Regions from separate parts of the Hordeum vulgare genome. Here region 2 is linked to region 1. The links are chromatin contacts, called in public Hi-C maps. All regions are on one chromosome and are shown on one strand. The core of a region is the stretch at or near the end of the contact, and the rest is flanking DNA. Distances in the headings are between cores, read along the strand shown. Region 1 holds the start of LOC123425569 (protein BZR1 homolog 1). Region 2 holds the start of LOC123425571 (5-formyltetrahydrofolate cyclo-ligase, mitochondrial).

Evidence for each region. A called contact is a pair of places that touch in the nucleus more often than the background predicts.
Region 2: a Hi-C map of seedling shows a contact between it and region 1, with 3 times the contacts expected there. The contact joins the promoter of LOC123425571 here to the promoter of LOC123425569 in region 1. A contact is called at or near these places in 2 of 6 Hi-C or Micro-C datasets (leaf and seedling).

What each region holds. Positions count from the first base shown.
Region 1 is chr2H:140,718,112-140,722,278 of MorexV3_pseudomolecules_assembly, forward strand. It overlaps LOC123425569 (protein BZR1 homolog 1), which reads left to right and starts at 2,349. Exons shown (of 2, transcript XM_045109260.1): 1 at 2,349-2,860; 2 at 3,016-4,042. The coding sequence starts at 2,591. The coding sequence ends at 3,699.
Region 2 is chr2H:141,193,996-141,198,162 of MorexV3_pseudomolecules_assembly, forward strand. LOC123425571 (5-formyltetrahydrofolate cyclo-ligase, mitochondrial) reads right to left here and starts at 2,298. Exons shown (of 7, transcript XM_045109262.1): 1 at 1,983-2,298; 2 at 1,356-1,493; 3 at 1,120-1,281; 4 at 965-1,006; 5 at 812-857; 6 at 1-41. The coding sequence starts at 2,238.

The sequences.
Region 1 (4,167 bases), core at 1,099-3,598:
AGAAACATGTTTTTCCCTTTCCACGAAGGCAAAACCGTGCCTCTCGCGGAAAAAAGAGAGCAGAAAACGCATTTTCCTCCTTTTCGGAAGAGGCACGGGCGTGCCTCTCATGAAGGCGCCTTTCGCGGAAGCAAAACCACGCCTTTTTAAAAACATTTTTTTTCCTTTCGGGAGAGGCACGGGCCTGCCTCTCGGCAAAAAAAAATGCGTTTTTTTCCTTTTTAAAAGGCACGGGGTACCTCTTGCGAAGGCAAAAATATGCCTTTCGCGAAAGTAAAAGCGTGCCTCTCGCAAAAAAACAGAAAACGCGTTTTTCTCTTTTCGATAGGCACGGTCGTGCCTCTCGCGAAAGCAAAATCGTGCCCTCGCAAAAAAAAAAACAACAACAGAAAACATGTTTTTCCACGTAAAAAACAGGAAACACGTTTTTTCATGGAATTTTTATTTTTATTTTTTTCGTCCAAAAAGTTACAAAAGACCGGTGAAAAACGTAACACCAAAAAAATCATTCAACAAAGCGAAAACGCGTGCGAAAAAAAAGTAAAATAAAAAAAATGCTCAAAACGCAAGACATGACGACGACTGGAAACGTATCAAATGACGACACGCGGGAGCGATCGTCGGAAGGCTTCCGAGAAAGCGCTCGTTAATTAGCTGCTCCTGCAAATACCCGAACATTTTTCAGAGATGGAGCACGGGAGCCCAATATAAGCCCGGATGCTTCAAATACTGTTCGAAGGCGTTGGTGGGCTGCTATCCCACCTTCGAAATAGGTGCACAACGCGTAAACCTCTCGGTCAAACCTCCACCAGAACGGCGACCCGGCAGATGGTCCCGCGTCTGCAGCCGAATTATCCATTCGGCTCTCTGTCACCGACCGTCAGACTGTACAAAACAATTGTATTACGGCCAAGGACGCCGTGGCGGCATAAACAAGTGGTGGCGCGTAGGCGCATGCAGGCATTCGTACGTAGTAGGAGTGTACGTTAGGCAGTACTATAGTAAATCAACGAGGTTTAGGTGTCAAAGCAACAAAACTTACAGTAGAGAGCGCGTCCTTCCACTTGGCACTGGCATCGCCGTCGATCCAGGCCCCGTTAAAGTATAAATATACTCGAAGGTGTAGATTTTGGCCCGTGGCTAACTAGTTAATCGCGGCATACTGTACGTACGTACAGTGCATTTCCCCGTCTCCGAGCAGAAAATGATTGGTGTGAACGGACGGCATTCCAAGACGGCGGCGTTGGGGGCTACAACTCCACGCGCGAGGGTGGGGCCGAGCATTTTTCTTTTTCTCGGAGAGAATGGCCCGAACATGTTAGGTGGAGTTTCTTGCACGGAGAAGTTTGCGCATGTTCTTACGGCTCGTTTGGTTAAGGGGGATTTGGAAGGTTTTGAGAGGTGGATTTCAGTGGAATGGGTGAATCCCTTTGTTCCATCCAATCCTCTTAAAAATTCCGGGTCTTTGCTTCTACTAGTCCTCCGAGAAGGGTTTTAAAATACATGAATAGAAAGGGATTGAAGGGGAACGGAGGGATTGTGCTAAGCAAACCCCTCTTACCAAATGGGCGCCCGAGGATCTGTGGAGTTTCTGGCCCTGTCGGAGATTTTTCTCTCAAAACTTCCCCAATCTCCCTTAACCAAAGCAGGCCTTAATCTCCCTTAACCAAAGCAGGCCTTAGGCCTCGTTTGGTTAAGGGGGATTGGGGAGGTTTTGAGAGGAAAATCTCCGGAGGGTTCAGAAACCCCACAGATCCTCGGACGTCCATTTGGTAGGAGGGGTTTGCTTAGGCGAATCCCCTCCGTTCCCCTTCAATCCCTTTCTATTTATGTGTTTCAAAATCCTCTTTGGAGGACTAGTGAAAACAAAATCCCAGAAATTTGAGAGGATTGGGTGGAATAAAGAGATTCAACCAATCCCTTAAAATCCTTCCATCTTAAAACCTTCCAATCCCCTTAACCAAACGAGGCCTATGGGATAGTATTTGGTAAATCTGCCAAGCCACACACACAGCCCTTGGTCGATCGACGGCATTTTACAAACCGACTTTCTACGCACGCACTTTGCACCCCTAGATACTCCTCGTTGGTTGTGTACGTACCGAAATCTAGACTACACCGGCCGTAAAATTCGTCGGGCAAATCCCAATGCACCGGGCACAGGCACAGGCACAGGCACGCAGAGCACCACTCGCACTCACGTCAAAGAAAGAGCGTACGTAGTTCACACTCACCGTCCTCAAAAGCCGTGCCCGCCAAGATGGAGAGGGAGAGGTAGGCCCGGCCCGTCCCGGACATCACCAGTAGAAAATCTGGCTAATCCAGTCGCAATAAAGCAGGGGTCGCCGTACCCTCCTCGTGAGCCAGCCCAGACGACCCCACACGAGAGAGAGAGAGAGCTCAGCTCAGCTCAGCTCATCACACACCACGCCACTCCACGCCGCAGCAGCTCCCTCCCTCCCTCACTGTAGCGCCCCACCTCACCATTAAAGAAACGAGCTAGGCCAAGTGGAGAGAGAAGGGAAGGGACCGGACGGAGAAAGAGCAGAGCAGAGCAGCGCGGACGGAGCAGGGGAGCTAGCGGGCTAGCATGACGTCGGGGGCTGCCCGGGCGGCGGCGGCGGCGGCGGCGGCTGCGGAGGCGGACGCCGGGCTGGGGCGGACGCCGACGTGGAAGGAGCGGGAGAACAACAAGCGGCGCGAGCGGCGGCGCCGGGCCATCGCCGCCAAGATCTTCACCGGCCTCCGCGCGCTCGGCAACTACAAGCTCCCCAAGCACTGCGACAACAACGAGGTGCTCAAGGAGCTCTGCCGCGAGGCCGGATGGGTAGTGGAGGACGACGGCACCACCTACCGCAAGGTCAGACCGAGTTAGACCTCGTTTCTTGGTCTCGGCTCTCGAGATCGAGATCGCCCTCACCCCCATGTTTCTTCCCTCCCTCCGTTTCCTGGATCTAGCTGGGCTTGCTTTTGCTTGGATGTGTAGATCTGATTGTGTGGTTCGATTCGTGGCAGGGATACAAGCCGCCGTCGTCCGGGCCGTTCGGTGGGGTCTCGTCGGCGGGCATGAGCCCCTGCTCGTCCTCGCAGCTGCTCAGCGCGCCGTCGTCGTCGTTCCCGAGCCCGGTGCCTTCCTACCACGCCAGCCCGGCCTCGTCGAGCTTCCCGAGCCCCACGCGCCTCGACAACCCGAGCCCCGCCTGCCTCCTCCCGTTCCTCCGTGGCCTCCCCAACCTGCCCCCGCTCCGGGTCTCCAACAGCGCGCCAGTGACGCCGCCGCTCTCGTCGCCGACGGCGTCGCGCCCGCCCAAGATCCTGAAGCCCGACTGGGAGGTCGACCCGTTCCGGCACCCGTTCTTCGCCCTCTCCGCGCCGGCGAGCCCCACCCGTGGCCGCCGGCACGAGCATCCGGACACGATACCGGAGTGCGACGAGTCGGACGTCTCCACGGTGGACTCTGGCCGGTGGATCAGCTTCCAGATGGCCACGACGGCGCCGACGTCCCCCGCGTACAACCTCGTCAACCTAGGCGCCTCCAGCTCAAACTCCATGGAGATGGAGGGAATGGCGGGGGAGAGGGGCCGAGGCGGCCCGGAATTCGAGTTCGACAAGGGGAGGGTGACGCCGTGGGAAGGGGAAAGGATCCATGAGGTCGCCGCCGAGGAGCTTGAGCTCACGCTCGGCGTCGGCTCAAAATGACGGCCATCCGCACTGGCACTTCCAGAACTTGCCGGCCAATGATCGGAAAATGGGTTCTTTCATGAACCTCGAGTCCTCGTCAAGCACAAGCTAAATCGTGGTGGTTGTTGGATCGGCCATTGCTGCTGCGATTTGCGCAATTCGTTCATTCTAGGTTTAGTAGGGGATGGATGCATCTGTTGTTCGATTCCTCGGACAAAGAAAAGGGATCCGAAACAATCCTTCATCTCAATCGGCTGGCCATGGATTGCTTCATTATTCATTCATGGATGTAGCTAGTAGCTGGGTTCTTCTTGTTGTTGTTTTGTGTTCTTGCTGCCAATGCATGTGTACGTCCTCAAAATGTGTGTGAGCTCATGTGGGGGAAAGTCGAGTAGAGTAAAAAGGTGGACGGAGTTGAGCTTCAGGCGGTGACCTGAATAAACCTCTCTTTGACGCGGCGGCTAAACGAGAAGTAACATGGAGCTA
Region 2 (4,167 bases), core at 1,048-3,547, 480 kb after region 1:
TAGCAAGTTCTTGGTATCTCATCAAGAAAGTGTCGTAGTACCTATAAAATTGGGCAAAACATGCAAAAATAAATTCAAACAAAGAGAAAAAATTCTATGAAGAAATCAAGTAAAACTTGGCATAAATAATATATGAAGCACCCAACAAATAAACAGAAGTACGCATCATGGAGTTGTACAGAGCTAGAACACAAAGAAAAGATCGATGCCAAGTGAGGTTTGCACAGAGTTTTACACTTAACTAAAAGGCAGAAAGTAAGGTCAGATATCCAATCCCATTAATCCTGGATTTTCTACAAGATTCACATTGATGTGCATTAGTTCTAAATCCACATACCACAGCCTGGGCGAAAACCACAAGCTTATAGATTTCAGATGGTCTACTGATTGACAAGCATTGATTTGTTTGCTAGACCAAGAGCTTTTATGTGTGTGGATCACCCTAGCCAGGAGTTTCTGCATCTAAAACATACATATGATTTTCAATGCAGTAACTGTCGTTCCAACAAACAGGCTCCTCTCACACAAGAAATCAGAAGGCATTAAAATCTCAGCATTATTGAACTGCATTATGGAAAACATGTCTGTGAAGAAAAAATTACTAATGGCATTTAGTGCTTCTAAATCATGATATTATTTGTTTCATAGCAGACTACATGAATCAGATTTTAGCTGGCACTGAAAGTTTGAAATGGAACAATTTCATAGTTGGATAAAGATGTCACTGCACATCGACAGACTTTTTTTTCTTGTGCTAGATGTACATAATATAAGGCATTATATATCATGATAGGATAACGTGTAGTCCTACCCTCCACCACGTCCTAGTCTTCGGCCAGTTCTGTCAAAAGCTTGTCCTGCATGAATAACAAATATTATCCAATTGAATTTCTAATGTCAAGCATGAGTGACCTCAAGAAAGATAAATGAAAGAAATGAATGTGGCAAACGATGAAGAGCTTACCAGGCAATACAAAAAGATCAACAGGGGATGAGGCTGACAACACTGTAAGGATTAAAAGTGGCTCAGTTGTAACACATAAATCAACTGTCGTTACAGATGAAATGGCTTAATAAATAAAATAGGGGAAAGTTTCCACATGGAAATAAACTTCATACCATCTTCACGAGCATTCCCACTAGCATCCAATGGTGACGGTTCCAGAATGTTCATCGAATTTTTAACTAAATCATCCATGGCCGTGATTTTGAACATCCGCATATTGCGGTTTTTATCTTCCACTCGAGGAACATAGATATCCTTTGCTTGTCCATCATGTTCTTAAAACCAAACAATTCGTTAGAGACAGGAAATAACACAGAGCATATTTGTATACAAGACCCAGTTGACTCACCAGAATCTGGGGATAGAGCTTCTGCTATTATTTTTGATGTGTCAACTTCTCGTAATTGCGCACAGCTTATATAGGCACACAAACGTTTGCTTGCTTTGAACCAAGAAGAGTTCAAAATATTGTTTTGAATAGCCAGATCTGGAAAAACGAGTTTCGTACTAGTAGTTAGTAAATACATCAACAAAATTAACTATGTTATAACACAGAAGCATACTACACTAGCCCTAATCTCACATGAGGTCTCCAAAGATTTAAAAGATAATTAGCGCAACATAAATCCACTTTGTTATGGTAATAGAAGTGCAAATGTAAGTACAACAATCTTTGTTTCTCTCGGCATCATTGAAATCTACTTCAATGCCAGTAGAGCCTTTTAGACCCTAACACTTGTCATCAGATCAACATACCCCTCGGCAAACGCTTTAATGCTAAGTACTGGAGAAATCGACCTGTTGCTTGTTAAGAATTTCACAACTCTTTTCTGTCCCGCACTAACACTACAAGCTAGCTCGATCCGCAAAAAAAGCTAGCGAGGGGCAGCAGGCGCAAAGATCAGCTCTAGTAGGCAAATCGACGAGCAGCTTGTGGGCAACGCTGTTCCGAGCCAGGCGGGGAGGAGCGAGTGACCTTCGCTGGCGCGCTGATCGGGGGAGAGGGCCTTGAGCGCCCTGCGCACGTCGGACCGCACCGCGCGCTTCTGGTCCGCGACCGCCTGCTGCGCGGCCGTCGACATGGCGGCGAGGGGTGCTGAGGCCGACGCGGCAACTCGCAGCCGCGGGGGAGGGAGCGGAAGGAGGCAACGGGGCCGGTAGGTGAGGGTGGGGGCGGCGCGGGGCAGGTGGAGGAAGCGCACCATCAGCGAGGACACTGCATTTTTTATCATCCCCGCCTCCTCGTGCCGTCGTCCCGCGGTGTCCCACGCTCACTGCGCGGCCATCTCTCTACCGCTGCCGGTTTTTTTGTTTTTTTTTTTGAGGTGACTCTACGCTGCCGCTAGATTCCGCGGCCATGGGCGTGCGGTCGGGGCGGGCCGCCCGCTGCAGGAGCTCATATAACACGCGGCGACTCTTGTCCTGTTTGGAACCATATACTCCATAAATTATGATAATCTAAATTATAAAAATACATTATACAATTTAATTTATAAAAATAATTTAGATGGACATGTTTGAAGATCAGATTATATAAACTGTAATCCAAGCTTTACATTGCATAATAACCTGTCCGTCCTCTTTTTTTTTTAAAAAAAAGAGGAGGCTCGCGGTGGTACAAAATGTAATTATCTCTAACTTTACAAAAATAATGGATCATTAGCAATCCATAATCTTATTTTAACTGGGGTAGAGTAGATTGTGAGTTTTTAATAATCTGTCTTTCTATTTTTTATAATCTACACCATAATATGTCATGTTTGGACATAGAATAAATTACAAAAACTAGATTATATAATCTAAGTGGTTCTAAACAAGACCTATGACCCTGTTTGGAACCATAATAGATTATGATAATCTGAATTATGAATATATATTATATAATCTGATTTATAAAAATAATCCAGGTGTGCATGTTTGGAGGCCAGATTATATAAACTGTAAACCAGCTTTTAAATTGTACAATGACATGTTTGTCCTCTGTTTACAAGGAAAAATAGGAAAGTGGCGGTGGCACTGCGTAATTCTCTTGAAGTTTACAAGGGTAACACGTCATTTGTAATCCATAATCTCATTTTAGCTGGGATAGAGCAGATTATGAGATTATAATAATCTGGTCATCTAGTTTATAAAATCTACAATATAAACTGTCATGTTTAAAAATACAATAGATTATAAAAAACAGATTATATAATCTGGATGGTTTCAAACAGGGTCTATATCTTGCTTTAAGCAAGTAGCTAGAAAGTCTCGCTCAAAGTTTTACCGTAATTGAACCGGACCATTCGCACTCGCACAGTTAATGGAAAAAAAAAAGACTAAATTTTTTTAATGAAAAAGAGCACATGAAAGTGGAAAAGCAGCAATCAATCCCTAATCTCCATGGAGATTGCGGGCACTGCTAGCCACTCCGTCCAACTCCCCCCTACATGAGGTGATTCGATCCTGTTTTCTTTTTTTTACTTTTTTTATTCTTTTATTCTTTTTTTTTCCTTTATCATTCCTTTTTTGCATTTTTCTTAGAAATTAATTTTTTAATATCTTTTTTCTTTCACTTATATGTTTCCTTTTCGGTTTTCCATGTACTTCTGGATTTTATTCTATATTTATGGTATATGTCAACAAAATAAAATTAATACACACCTAAATTTTTTAAATATAAATTTAACATTTTTCTAAAATATAGTCGATATTTTTATTAAACGTATTGCTAAACAAAATATATAATCCAATATTTACATTTTTTTGTAATACATGGAAAACATTTTATACATAATTTAAAAAAAATTACATTTTTAAATACTAGATCCACATTCTTTATGAAATGCTTGATTAGAATATTTATATGCATGATCACAAATCTCCATCATTTTAAATAGAGGGTAAATATTTTTATATACACCTTTAACATTTTTCAAATGGATGGCTACCATTTTTGAAATAATTGTTAGATATTCTTTTCAGATGCTTGATTAACACTTATATATACATGATCAGATGTTTTCATCATTTCTTAACACATGGTCAACATTTTTTCTAAACAAATTTAACTTTGTATAAATGCTTGATGCTTGATTAACATTTTGCATACACCTATACAATATTTTTTTAATGCTTGATTTAAAAAATTAAATACATGATCCAATTGTTTCGTACACATT